3 separate regions of the Mus musculus genome follow, and all the other regions are linked to region 3. A link is a contact called in public Hi-C and promoter capture Hi-C data. All regions are on one chromosome and are shown on one strand. The core of a region is the stretch at or near the end of the contact, and the rest is flanking DNA. Distances in the headings are between cores, read along the strand shown. Region 1 overlaps Aopep (aminopeptidase O). Region 2 overlaps Ptch1 (patched 1). Region 3 overlaps Slc35d2 (solute carrier family 35, member D2).

The links. Promoter capture Hi-C pulls out the DNA fragments that hold promoters and counts their contacts. Hi-C and Micro-C count contacts between places; a contact is called where the count stands out from the background.
Region 1: a contact with region 3 is called in a promoter capture Hi-C map of liver, with 4 times the contacts expected there. The contact joins two enhancer-like sites. A contact is called at or near these places in 1 of 39 promoter capture datasets (liver) and 1 of 115 datasets of contacts at active chromatin or transcription factors (embryonic stem cells).
Region 2: a Hi-C map of liver shows a contact between it and region 3, with 3 times the contacts expected there. The contact joins two enhancer-like sites. A contact is called at or near these places in 1 of 39 promoter capture datasets (the C10 cell line), 10 of 484 Hi-C or Micro-C datasets (Sertoli cells, adipose-derived mesenchymal stem cells, cortical neurons and 6 more), 18 of 115 datasets of contacts at active chromatin or transcription factors (the 230-238 cell line, astrocytes, bone marrow-derived macrophages and 9 more) and 3 of 9 other capture datasets (embryonic stem cells, liver and pancreatic islet).

Annotation. Positions count from the first base shown.
Region 1 is chr13:63,276,632-63,281,328 of GRCm38.p6, reverse strand. The region is part of intron 13 of Aopep (aminopeptidase O); the gene reads right to left. Among named protein-coding and RNA genes, the nearest start is that of Gm16907, 18 kb to the left of the region's middle. Within about 2 kb of position 2,303, at least 194 of the 459 cell types and tissues checked have an H3K27ac peak or open chromatin away from gene starts, as enhancers often do. A contact at or near this core is called in liver, where this site is marked.
Region 2 is chr13:63,560,167-63,564,403 of GRCm38.p6, reverse strand. It overlaps Ptch1 (patched 1), which reads left to right. Exons shown (of 24, transcript NM_008957.3): 2 at 589-781. Among named protein-coding and RNA genes, the nearest start is that of Ptch1, 3.4 kb to the left of the region's middle. RefSeq lists an enhancer at 1,193-1,561. Within about 2 kb of position 1,918, at least 20 of the 459 cell types and tissues checked have an H3K27ac peak or open chromatin away from gene starts, as enhancers often do. A contact at or near this core is called in liver, where this site is marked.
Region 3 is chr13:64,102,580-64,107,390 of GRCm38.p6, reverse strand. It overlaps Slc35d2 (solute carrier family 35, member D2), which reads left to right. Exons shown (of 12, transcript NM_001001321.3): 8 at 284-376; 9 at 2,591-2,658. Among named protein-coding and RNA genes, the nearest start is that of Hsd17b3, 16 kb to the right of the region's middle. Within about 2 kb of position 1,505, at least 28 of the 459 cell types and tissues checked have an H3K27ac peak or open chromatin away from gene starts, as enhancers often do. A contact at or near this core is called in liver, where this site is marked.

The DNA.
Region 1 (4,697 bases), core at 1,054-3,553, 830 kb after region 3:
GCTTCATGCTAATATCAGGGTTTTACAACTCTATACAAATTCCACCTTCTCTACACTGGGCACCCCTTCAGCCCTAACTATGCCTGATAATTCCTTCTAAGCAAACCAAATTTCTGGAGGCCAACACTAGGTCATCAGAGGGTGCCTACTAATACCATGATTTTAACTGCCAATTTCTATTACTCAAAAGACATTAACTTTTCAGCTTCTCTCCTCATGCCTCTCCTTTTTGCCCTAAAATACACGCTTTGTCCAAAGGCCAAGCTAGACACCCTCTTGCGCAGTGTTTTCCCTCGGGCCCCAATTAAGGCCCCTTTACCTCTAGCCACCTCACTGCTTCTCTTGTTTTGCTGTGGCAGTCAGTGGCTAAAGTCACCCATATGCCTAACCTGAGTATCCCTCCTGGGTTAAGTCACTGAACACAACTCCAGCTTAAAAGTCTGCGACTTGCTAACATGGGAGCCCAAGTGGATCTACACCTGCGCAGTGTTTTTCTTCCAAGCAGAAAGCTCACAACCCCACACGAACAGAATCGAAAGGATCACGGAAAGCTTTTGTTGTCACAAAATTGAGGCAATGGAAACATTTAGAGCTAAGCCCCCTGATTTAAGTTGGACAACTGAGATGGGAGGGAGGGCTGGAGGGGGAGTGCATATGCACTCAAACCTTTAGGGCTGTTTCCCAAGTTTATCTGGCTCTAATTAAAAGGCAGGAAAGAGTGAGGGTACACACCCCTCCAAGGAATCCATCCTCCTCCATTCAGTAGGGTACAGACACTCTCGTGCAAGAGCAGGCTTGTTCAGAGGCAGGCAGGACACAAGGCACAGCCATGCTGAACATTCCTTCCTAATGCGGGAAGAACTGTGCTAGTCTGGTCTTTGTAGAATGGACTGAGAGGAAGCACTCTGTTAGTAAACAACCTATCGCCACCTGGTTCTCCAATCCATGGGAAAATGTAGTCTCTAAACAATGAAGAAAGACAAATCTGTGACCTAATGCTGTTTTCAGCCACATTTAATAAAACTATCATTCATTCACAAGTAAATATTATATCACAAAAAAAGGATTAAAGACTTGAAAAGAGGATATGTTAAAGGAAAAATATTTTAATAGAGTGAACGTCTTTGTAAAATACATATTTGCTCCCTGTCGAGCCACCCTACAGCAGAAAAGAAATAATACACGATAAATGCTTGCAAAGTGACTGAACGATCTCAAGTACTTGCAAATGTGCTGGGAGGCAGTGCTGTGCCGCCAGTGGGCTGTCCTGGCAGCAGGCACAGGAGACATCCCACTTCCACTCACAGGGAAGTCAAATGAACTTTCACATAACTTTGGGTCCATCTGTGTGCTATCACGGAGGTACTGCAAGGGACACAGAGGGTGTCAGATGTACTATGGAGTCATCAAGAAAAAACAGCAGTGTCCCTGAGCATCCGGGCCCCAGGGAAGCCGGCGTGATATATTACAAGACCAGCCTGCTGTGAGACTGACACCCACCATTCAGTTGCAAAAGGAGAGAAAATTCTTTCTTTTCATAAACAATGATATATGTTATTATTTCCCGTAGAGAAGGCCTTGCAAAAATGCATCTGCCTTGGAAACGCAAGACAAAATAAGGCTATGAGCTGCCCAAATCAGATAGGTACTTAAAATCAACAGCACAGCCCTGTAAAACTTACTCAAATGAACACACGGAGCAGTATGTAACGGGAAGCAAATCAAGTGCAAGCGTTATTAACGACGGTGGAAATCTGTACTCTTGCCATTAACACTTAAGATTTCATAGTTGTTAATTTTGAAGAAATACACAAAGAAAAAAGTTAACTTCGTTTGCCCCCACCCTCACGACTTAGAAATTGAGGAAAGCGGCACAAGTCTGAAGTTTTAAAGTTTCTTGAAGAGAAAGTGTGAAATTTCTAACCCCCAGCCCTGACCCATGTAAAAGCAGCACAAAGAAAACCAACCCTGGGCTCTTGTAGGAGCCCGAGTGTCTTTACAGGAGTCAGGGGTGGGAGTGGGTGGGGGCAGGGATGGATGTCACTCTGAGCTCCCTCCCAGAGGACAATCCATCCACACAACTGCAGCCCCTGCTTTCTCTTCCATTAGCACAACACAATGCAGAAGAGCAGACTTACCTCCCGGATTAGGAATGCCACAGACAAGACAAGTCTCACCACGAAGCTTCCCCAGGCACAAACATCAGGACTGCAGCTGGCATGCCTTGAAGGCCAAGGGGAGCCCTTGAGCCCCTCCCTGGCCGCCCAGCTGGCGCACAGCAGTGGCTGTATGGGGAAGGAAGTCAGTGTGGCTCCAGACGGAGAGAGCCTGAGACTAATGCAGCCACAGACTGACAGTGGCGTGAGTTCTATTATTACCCCATTATCACTCTGGGATCTGAGCCTAAATGAAGCATGCTTCCTCCCTGGTGCCATTTCCTTTTATCCTGGCTGGAGACTAAAAGCGGATCAATGGGGCAATAATGTATGATGTCACTTCCATTATAGCAACAGCCTCCCCGCCTCTTTCAGTCTGTCTGAAACGCACAGAACGATCAATTCTTCCCAAAAATGGTTAAAAAATGCTTTGGGAGCATGCATCTTCCAGAAAAGCATTCTCTGCTATATTTGTCTATGTTACTTTGGCAGGAACTGTTTACACAGAACAAAACAGAAGAAATGAGGGAGGGAGAAAAATCTCAAATTCTCCTGTAGGCTGGAGACTTGTTGGCTGGAATTCAACCCAAACAGGGGCCAGGGGCCAGGGCAGAATGCCGCTGACCTCTGAGAGTCATGTGCAGAAGGTGAAGGGTGACCTCACGGATATAAAACACCTTTCATTGTATAAGGTACTCTGAATCTGGAAAATTCCTTGCTACCTTCTCCAGGAAGCACAACCACTACCCTGCAGGCCTGAAGGCCACCCACTCAGGTCCATGGCTGCCTGCCACAGGTAAAGGACACATGTGGACGGAAGGAAGACAGGCACCACTCTGAGACTTAAAATAAAACTCCATTGAGTGAATTTTCACTTATAAGATTCTTGCCGATAGCGTGAGATAAGGATACCATGGAGAGAAGTTCCCCAAACAAGAGCAGGAACTTCTATTTCCTCAGGATCCAGAGAGAAACAGAAACAGGAGCCAAAGGAAGCCATGGTCTTCTCTGCCTGTCAGGAAAGGGCTTCCTTTCCTGTTGGGATTCACACAACAGGCAGGGTAGGCGTATTAAGCCTGCTCTTCGTTCATGGGTAATGTCTGTGGGACCTCCGGACAGAACTAAAGTGCCTTCCACGCATTAGAAACTTAAAGAGAAACAGCTGCTGCTGCTGCTGCTGCTGCTGCTGCTGCTGCTGCTGCTGCTGCTGCTGCTGCTGCTGCTGGAGGCAGCAGAAAAATGGTTCTCCACATCGGTTTTTGTTTTAATCGAACTTTAAAGAACTGCCTAAACCTAAGACTAGCTAGAACACTGAATGTGAATCTTGTTTGCATTATTTTGAGGGTAAAAATGGAGGTTGCTAGCAAATGAAGGTTATCAAATAATGAAGAGTGAAAATATTTTCTTTTCAAATTATAGAACTCACCACCAGGCAGGCAACCCTCCTAGTAGTGTCAGTTTCTTTTGGCTACCAAGCATCTTCAGAGCTACACTCTGCAATGACCACTGCAGCAACAAATATTCACAGAATCCATGGCATTAGATGTTTGAGACACGTTACTAATAGCTTGAGATATGTGAACTTGTAAGTCATCGTTTGATCACAGCCCCTCCAAACTGCTACCACAGGATGAAAGAGCATGATAGCCGCCAAGAACAGGTGGGAGCTAAAGTAGGCTGTGGCACAGAGAATCACCATGCTTCCAAGTGGGAGCGTCAAATTGTAAAATGTGTTATTATTTGAACCTTTGTTAGAAGTATTACCCATGCTTCGAGCAATGTGACATCAAGCATATCCTGTGAACTGCAGGAAACCAGAGCATTGGGGCCAGCTGGGTCCTACCACCATGTGTCTACTACTATTTTATGCCACTGTGTATTTCAGAAACTAAATTAAGCTAAATGCTCAAATTAAAATTTTCCAAGGACTTTACAAGAAACATTTGAAGTTTTCTCATCTGCCTGCCTAGAATCTACCAGGTCCACAGTGATGGGACAGAGGGGTACACTCCCACTACTTCACTCTTCTGGGAAGAACCGATTCAAACAAGAAGTCCCAGAGCGCTACAGGCTATCTTCCGTCCTGCTGAAGGTCCCGAAGCACAGCACTTTTATGTATCAAAGAGCACTTTCAACTTCTTGTGTTCAGAATTTGATAAACTTTGAACTTCTAATTCATAAGCAGTGATATCTTAATTCTAAATTCTTGTTATCTACCAATTCATCTCAATGTAAATTCCAGGACGGGAATAAATGCGTTTCTGTTATCAAACCTTTCAGCTAGTTCTGAGTTAAAACACAGTGTTGTAGCCACAGAGTGGATAGTATAGCTATTACAGAGAAGGGGTGAGAGCTGTTATCAGAGTAGAGAAAGTCCAGCATAAAATGTAGAACATTTGGGTAAAATACTTCTTTCTTCTTTTTGAGACAGGTTCTCATGCAGCCAAGGCTAGCTTGAAGCTGCCCGTGTAACAAAGGTAGGGAACAGTGACTTCTGATGCCCCTACTTTCACTTCTGGGGTTCTGAAATGATAAGCATGT
Region 2 (4,237 bases), core at 669-3,168, 540 kb after region 3:
AGGCTGTGGAAAAGAGTGTGGACCGAACTCTGGCTGCGGGGCTCACCACGTGGACCTCGCGTACAGCCACACCGGGGCCAGATGGACCACGGTTGCTGTAGATTGTCCCTAAGTGCGCTTGCGCCCTTCACTCGGCCTCCGGGGCACTGGAGGAGGCCACAGGCTGGAGCAGGACTTAGGGAAGGGGGGACGTTTCCTGGGGGTTCTTTAGTGTTGGGCTTCTCGGCTAGGATCACTCAGGCCCTCCCTCCAGGTCCCCGGTACTAAACCATGGCTGCTGGTGGTGGCTTCTCAGTTAGCCTCTCTCCCCAGCACCCCAAGTCTCATTCAGGACTGGCGCTCAGGCCACGCGTGGGGGCGCCCCCTGGTCCCTAGAGTACAGTTCCCACGCTGCAGTCTCACTGATTTACAACCAAGGCCCCCACGCCCCCAGGGCTTCCTCTGGATGGTCCTGGTTCCAGTCCGAGGGAGAGGCATTGCGCCGCGGGCGCCCACGCCCCACACTGCTGTCCAGAGGGGATCCCCGGGCGGGTGTGCGGGGGACAGCGATTCCCCGGCGTTCACTCCTCCCTTCTGCTTCGTCCCCAGGGGAAGGCTACTGGCCGGAAAGCGCCGCTGTGGCTGAGAGCGAAGTTTCAGAGACTCTTATTTAAACTGGGTTGTTACATTCAAAAGAACTGCGGCAAGTTTTTGGTTGTGGGTCTCCTCATATTTGGGGCCTTCGCTGTGGGATTAAAGGCAGCTAATCTCGAGACCAACGTGGAGGAGCTGTGGGTGGAAGGTAAGCGATCAGGCGCCGCTAGCGCGTCCTTCGTCTTCCTTCCCTTTACTGTGTTTGATGAAGATATTTGCCAGCATGCACCTAGAGCCTCCTTGTAGCCAACGAGAAGCCCTTGCCCGCACCAGGGGCGACTGTTTATTGTTTGCATGGCTGGCCAGTAGCCAGGCCCGCCCGACAAAGGCCGCGCTGTAATCTACTCGGGGCGCTGCGCTTTGCTAGGTGTGGTGGGAGAGAGTGGCGGGGGCGCAGAGGCCCTGCGCGGGACGGACCACTCCGCAGAGCCGTGGGGGTGGTCCCCGAAGCTCGCCACAGCTGCCTGCCTGGCTTTGGCCCGGGAGCCGCGGCCCGGGAAAGGCCTCTCTGATCCGGGAGCCTGAGCTCGGCTTCTTTACCCCCACCCCCCACCCACCCACTGTGTCTGCGGTGAAAGGAGAGGGGGGTGGAGGGCAAGGCCACCCCTCTGGCTGCAGGGAGTGTGCGCGCCCCCGGGGCGCGCAGGGGGCGGGCGCCTCGCGGGCCTGCGGAGGCGGCCGCGTGTGTGGTCCTGTTTTTGGACTGCTTTCAACTCTGGGGGAAAAAAACATTTGTCTCAAGGTACCAAAGGGGGGTGGGGGGAGTTGAAAAAAATAGTAAAGCACAAACTGGAACGCATGTTTGCAAAGTAGATTAATGTTTTCTCGCGGGTGGGGGGGCTTTTTAAATGGAATTATTCTTGGGGGTGGTTGCATTTGTTAAGCTTGCAAGTGTGTGTGTATTTTAAAAGAAAGCAAGTTTGATGGGAGGGGCCACGGGAGCTTCCCTCGGTGTGTGTGTGTGTGTGTGTGTGTGTGTGTGTGTGTGTCTTTTATCCAAGTGCCTCGATTTGGAAGGGGAGGGGTTGGGGACCTGCTTTATAAAAGGACTTGTAAATTGAAAATAGGTTTTCCATTTTTCCCCACCCCACCACCGTGGAATCTTTTTGCTCTTTGTGATTTTAGGCTTTCTTTTTTCCTTCGTTCTTTGTTAGTGTCTCAGTTATCTCTTTGAAAAGTACCAACCCCTTGTTTGAAAACATTTTAGCTTCTGGCAAACACTGCTTTGAGCATCAGAGTAGTTGGGCAGATGTTTCAACCCCAAATATTTGGTACATGCCTACTGCAAGCCACCCAGGACAGAATTTTGAAACCAGGGTTAATGAGTAATTTCTTAGGTCACCAGTTTCAGGATGCTCTTGGAAACTAACCTTCCAGAATATTCTGTTACCTTAGCTTTCACTATTTTTGCAAAACTAGTGGTGGAGTATTTAGTTGGAAAGTAACAAAATAATAATCCTAATCTTTAAGAGCAGAGCACATTCCTGCCTTGAGTAGCTTGGTTAATGAATACAAGTGTCTTTTGGATTGATTCCATTAGGTAATTTACCCCACTTTGCTTCCTTGTCATTGGTAGTTCAGAGAATAGTTTTATTGAGCACTGACTATGTCCCTGGCAACAAATTTCCTTAGTATCTCTAGTGTTCCTGACCCTGTGCTAGGCACTGTGATGGAGACATTGCACAGTGCCCTGTGCTTCAGACTACAGGAATTCAATGCATTTTCACTGAGTATAGGCTCCCACTTGAACTGTTTCATGAAAGTTAAATTAGGAGAAAAAAAGGCCTTAGTAGATGTCTTGAGGTAGGCAGGGGTACTGGAGAGACAGGAAGCAAGAGAGTATTGGCGGGAACAGGCCACCCCCTGCAAGGTCCTGGAAAGTTAAGTTAACCAGCAGAACGTAAGGTCCTAGGCACAGAAACTGACCAGCAAGACTATAGAGCAGAAGTTAAGCTAATGGCTCCACAGTTGGCTTTTTCCAGGCTGATGAGCACCATGGCCTTGCAACAGTTTGGTTTTTAGTAGTTGGAGATGCTGTTTCCATAAGTTTTAACAAGCTTACAGAGGTAGTAGAGTTTTCTTAACATTGTTTCAAGAATGATGAAAGACTTAGGTAGAGCGACTCCACCTGTCTAAGTGGAAGATGTTCAGTAAGGAGGACACACCTGAGGCAGACACCCACCCCTACCCACTTCCCCCCTCCTGCTTTTGGTATCTTGATAGTTTGTTTGTTTTCTGCTAATACAGCTATGGAACCTAGGGCACCACCATGTTAGGCAAATCCTCCTTCTCTGAGCTACACCCCAACTCTGGCTAGGCTTAGAGGCCTTAGCTCCTTTCTGCATTGCCATTTTAGTATGGCTCATTGGTTCTTGGGCCTAACACTTTACCTTACAAGTCAATAAAATATCCGTGACTTTAATTTTAGGACATGATGGTATATGAATGTAATATTTCATATAATAGGTGTCTCTCTGTTCAAATGAGAATCATATGATAACTAGGAGTGTGGTCTGCAGGTCCCTTCATGTTCATTTTGCTTTCCATTGATTTAGGTCATTTAGTCTGACACTGCCTTGGCCTCATTCATTCATTCATTCATTCATTCAACTCTTGCCTTCGCAAGAAGCATGTTTCATAAATGTAGTTAAGCGCATCGAGGAGAGCATTTGATATGGTATCAAATTTAGTGTTCAGCAGTCAGAACACCGCGAGTCCCTGCTTTGAGGAATACATGTCTGATGGTTGTGGTGGTCATTGAATTCAAATGAGCAGCAGGCCCTAGCTTAGGTTCCTGCTTCCTCTTTGCTTCAGTCTCTTAGATAATTTCTTCGTCACTGTCATCTGTTACAGGATGCTCTCTTCAGATTCAGGGTGTGATTCCAGGAGCACACACAGACCAGGCAAGGGGAGTCTTACATGTCCCCAGCTAAGCAACAGAAGAAAGGAAAGACTTCCGGTTTAAGGGAAAAGGGAAGCTGGGAAACCGAGGGACGGTTTGGAAAGTTTGATATTCCTCCTGTCAGTCATTAAAAAAAAAAACAAAAAAACAACCTGTGATGAGTTGCCTCTGTGCTTGTGTGTATATGTCTGCACACAAGCTTACTGGGTGTGTTTTATCTTCCAAAATATTTTTAATATAGCCAGGAAAATTAAGGAACATCCTGACGTCCATATCCTGGCCTTGCCTTTCCACAGTTTAACATCCTGAAGAAATGTAGCTTATGAATCATCCATTCACCACAGAATCAAGAATCCATTTCCCTTGCTCCCCTCGTCACAAACACACACCATACATGCATGCCTAAGTGATAACTTTTTTGATCTGTTAAGATGTTGGTATAACGATTGCCTTTCAAGAAACTGACCATTATATGTGAAGTACCGCCACCCTGAGTCTTAGGATGTTTTGTTTTGTTTTGTTTTGCACGATATAGATGTCAACAGAAGTTTACTTGTGAAGGGACAAAAAAAGTTTTGATAAAGACCCTGCTGTAGTTGGGCACCTACTGTCAACAAAAACCCATGATGGCACCAGAAACATAGAAACATGAGTGGTTGTTTCCAAGTGGAAGTATTTGGTCAGTGTGGGTTCTCTGTGCCC
Region 3 (4,811 bases), core at 256-2,755:
GCTACTTTGAATAACGTGCTTAATAGTGGAGTGTTAGAGATGGGTAGGGCCTCAAGCCTTCTGTTTTCATCCATTGTACATGTGCTTGTTGGTGTTGAACAAATATTTATTCCAAAGTTACAACACAGTGCAATGGTCCATTTTACAACAGACATGGGCCAAAAGTCTTACAGTACATTGCCAGCCTTTTAAACATTCTAATTGTGCATAAATAGACAAATCAGCCCAGAAGACACGATACCTTAGAGCTCTAGAGTTGAATGCAATCTTCTTATTTTCACAGGAGCTGGGGAAATATGGAGTGCTTTTCTATAATGCCTGCTTCATGCTCATCCCAACTGTCATTATTAGCGTCTCTACTGGAGACTTTCAGCAGGTAAATATGGCCCGTGTTATAAACATGGTTAAGGTAGGTGAGGCCGAGCTAGGTGTGCTAGGGTGAGTGTGTTCAGTGTGTCATTGACTTTGTTGTATTTTTTTACTTTGTGGGTAAATTGAGAGTTAGACTCTTTGTTAGTGGAGAAGTAATTTATTAAATTCTCATATTCTAGGAGAACTTTGCCTCCTGATGTGGTGCTAGTTCACCCACTGCTTGCCCTCTCTGGCCTCTTCAGTTTAGACTCTAGAGATTTAGGCAGAAGCTCTCTGAATTGAGCGATTACCAGGCACTGAAATTGCAGATGGACTGGAGAGCTTTGTAGAATTATTATTTAGAAATATATATATATAACTAGAATAATACACTGAAAGATCTAAGAGCAATATCCAGGGCTGGGGATGTAGCTCAGTGGTAGAACACTGGCTGGCATGCACAGGACTGTGGGTTTGATCCTCAGTGCCACAAAGGGGAGTGGGGGGATCAAAGGACTTTTTTTATTCCTCTAAAATGATAAAATACAAAAGCTATAATGTTTAGAATACAATTCATTTGGGCTGGAGAGATGGCACTTGCTGCCAAGCCTGATAACCTGAGTTCCATCGCCAGGAGCCATATTACATATCGAGAGAGCTGATTCTGGCAGACTGTCTGTGAGTACCGTGTGTGTGCTGTGTCTAAACCACATACCTACACCACACGCACGCACAAATGTAATAGAAAACCTAAAGATAAAATATGAGTATACCTTTACTAAAGTATTAGATGGCAAGAGATGACCAGAGATGTAGATATACACTGTAATTAGTAATGAAAATGAGGGAGAGTCCCTAGCAGGTAAATGTGATCTGTTTTCACTCGGCAACTATCTGAAATGTTCACTGAATTACTCCAAGATCTTTTAGCTGGTTGCATGACTGAGTCCATTTTAGATTATGAACTAAATATGATAAAGAGGGGAGTTCATGTACACTGAACTAAATACACTGGAAGCTGACGGATAACACGGAGTGAAATATTCTCTCTCTGTCATTGGAGGAAGAATGAATGAGTCAACAGGGAGAGATGGAAAGGCCAAAGTTTTTGGTGACTCACTACTCTGGGAAGTGAGTCCTGGACTTTGGACTTACAGTCGGTGGATTATTAACTGTGGGAAATGAAGTCAGAGATAGCAGCCCTTCTGTTAACAAACCCCAGGTCCTTGGGAGATGCTCATTTGACCTTCCCTCTAGGAGGCCAAAATACATGTAGTGTGTTGCAACTGAGGGAGAGGGATTTTAAAATATTGATTTTTTTTCTGATTGACCCCCCCAAAGTGCAAAAGATTCATAATCTAGCATGCTTTGTATATTCTGTTTCTTCAAATGTTACCAGTATAGATTCATTCTTAAAGATAGAAAACTAGTGTTTATTAAAGTGTGCACTGGTGAAGAACATATGTATTTTAAGAAATATTACTAAATAACCCTCTCTGGGTTTATGTTGTCCAGAGTAAATAATTTTTATTGATTGTTTATATAAATACTTCTAGCTCTTGGTTTTTAACTTATTACAATTTGGTTATTTAATTATGTGTGTGTGTGTGTGTGTGTGTGTGTGTGTGTGTGTGTGTGTGTGTGTGTGTGTGTGTATAAGGATGTTGCCTTAGTTAGTGACCAAGGCAACTCTTATAAGGACAACATTTAATTGGGGCTGGCTTACAGGTTCAGAGGTTCGGTCCATTATCATCCAGGCAGGAACATGGCAGCATCCAGGCAGAAATGGTGCAGGAGGAGCTGAAAGTTCTACATCTTCATCAGAAGGCTGCCAGCAGAAGACTGGCTTCCAGGCAGCTAGGATAAGGTTCTTATACACTTATGGTGACACACCTACTCCAACAAGGCCACACCTCCAAATAGTGCCACTTCCTAGGCCAAGCATGTACAAGCCATCACAGATGTACTCATGACACGCTGCACATAGGGAATCAGAAGGCTACTCAATAAGTAACAGCAAAACCTTTTTATGATGGAAACTTTCAAACGTAAAGGTTTGGAAAGTAGTACAATAAGCCCCTGTTTAACTAGTTATTGATATTTAATGCATTGTCTCTTTGATAGAACTGTGTAATTATTGTCAATGCATCAATGGCACAAAAGGTGGTAAGGTTGTGCTAACTGGATTTAAGCTGAACTGTCACTAACCGCACGATGGATCTTTTCTTTGTCATCACAGGCCACTGAATTCAGACACTGGAAGAATGTCTTATTTATCATACAGTTTCTCCTTTCCTGTCTTTTGGGGTAAGAAACTGTATGTAAGTGGAGAAGTCGGTTGATGGTATTTCTTGACAAGTCAGATCTAATTTGTCTGCCTGTCTCTTCTGCCAGAATCCTCTTTCTTGTGTTTCTCTTGACTTTATCTGGGCAGGGCACCCCTCCCCTGTACTCCCAACACACACACAAGCCCTGCATTTGCAGGCTCTGTTGGTGCTGGAAGTACCGACTTTATATCCTGGTGGGTCCAAACACTTCAGTATCACAGCTATTTACAGAGGTCAGAGAGAGTGCTGGGTCCCCTGGAACTGGAGTTACAAGGTGGTACAGTCATCATGAGGGCAGTAAGAACCCAATCCAGGTCCTCTGCAAGAGCAGCAGGCGCTCTTAACACACTGAGCTGTGTCTCTGGTCTCTGTTACCCCTCCCTTTAGCTTTATTGGATTTAATAGTTATTCTGGTGATGGAGTTCTTAATTTAATTTATTATTACTCTCTCTCTCTCTCTCCCTCTCTGTGTGTGTGTGTGTGTGTGTGTGTGTGTATGTATCTGTCTGTCTACCCATGTGCCACAGCACACGTGTGGAGGTTCAATCTTGGATTTGACACTTAACTAGCTCTGGGTCTGTGGACAAGCTGCTTAGCCTCTCCGAGCCTCATGCTGCTTTATCTTTGAAATGGGAATGTTGAGCTCAAGAATCACATTCATGGGGCTGGGATATGCAAGCTGGAGGATTTAATTGTAAAGTGGACTTGGGACATACTAAACATATAGAAGGGGGTCAGTAAGAAATGCTAAGCTGTGCACTGTGGAGTACGCCTGTAGTTCCGTCACCCGAGAGGTTGAGGATGGAGATTCTTAAAGTTCACAGCCTGACTGAGTTAGAAGGAGAGGAAGAAGAAACAAACAAACAAACAGAAACAGCCTGAGTTGCAGTTGTCCTGACTCCCACCTCCCAAGTGCTGGGATCACAGGGTCACAATGCCACACTAAACTAGTAATGCTCTCTCTCCTCTTGAACTCCGTTGAGCTCTGCTGTCTGCTTTCTTTTCACGGACTTCGTCAATAGTTTTTCTTCTCTTCCATGTACTAACCTTCTATTATTAAGTTTTAATTCCAAAGCCCTGTTAGAAGAAAGTCCCAGCTTTGGCATGGTGGACCCTCTCTAAGATCTACGCCCTTGTAACAATGCCCCAACCACTTCTCCACAGCCTCAGAAGTCACTCTTCAGGATGGCTGGCCACCAGCTCCTGCTGTTCACTCAGCAGGCAGCTCAGGGGTAGTGTCAGGTGCTTCCCAAGGCAGGAGCCAGAGAGCCAACTGAAGCCTCTTAGTTGATGTCACCACTTTCAAGTTTGTATCCCAAACTTCTTTTTCTCAACCTCCAGACCTCTATTGGATTTACTGAAATTATAACCTTAAAATACAATATATTTAAATTTTTTTCTTTACAATTTTTCTTAATGTTTATTCATCCGTGTGTGTGTGCGCATATGGGTGCACACACACACACATGCATGCTGCCTTAGTGTGCATGTGGTGTTTGTTCTCTTCTATCATATTGATCCCAGGGGTTGAGCATAGAGTTTCAGGCTTGGAGGCAAGGACCTTTATCTGCTGAGCTGTCTTACTGGAATTTACTACATTTTTAAATAAGCTTATTACAAAGCCAGTAGAGTGTTGAAAGGGCAGGTGTTTAATTTCCCTTTGGGTTATGGTGAGGTTAGACTAATCTTCTGGAATCCTAAATGTGTGACTAAAGGTTTGCAAACAGGTTGTGGGGGCTCAGTGCTTCAGGAAGATGGGATAAACAACGGAGCTCAAATAATCAATGCCTGTATGCAAGGTAAAACGCAGACGGAGCTGCAGGCTGGCTTGAAAAAGGCCACCATGCTGGCCACCATGCTAAGAGATCACAGGTTCTAGTTCACTCCTTTTACAGCTGAAACCCTAATCTGTTCCTAACCTGTCCCAGGACCTTTGATCTCCCCAAGGAAGCAATATTCTCCTTAATAGAAACACAAAGGTATCAGACTTCCCAACTCAGGGTATCCAGAGTTGTTTTGCATCTCTCTCTCCCCTGTGTGTGTGTGTATGTATGTATGTATGTATGTATGTATGTATGTGTATGTATGTGGGCTGTGTGTGTGTGTGTGTGTGTGTGTGTGTGTGTGTGTGTG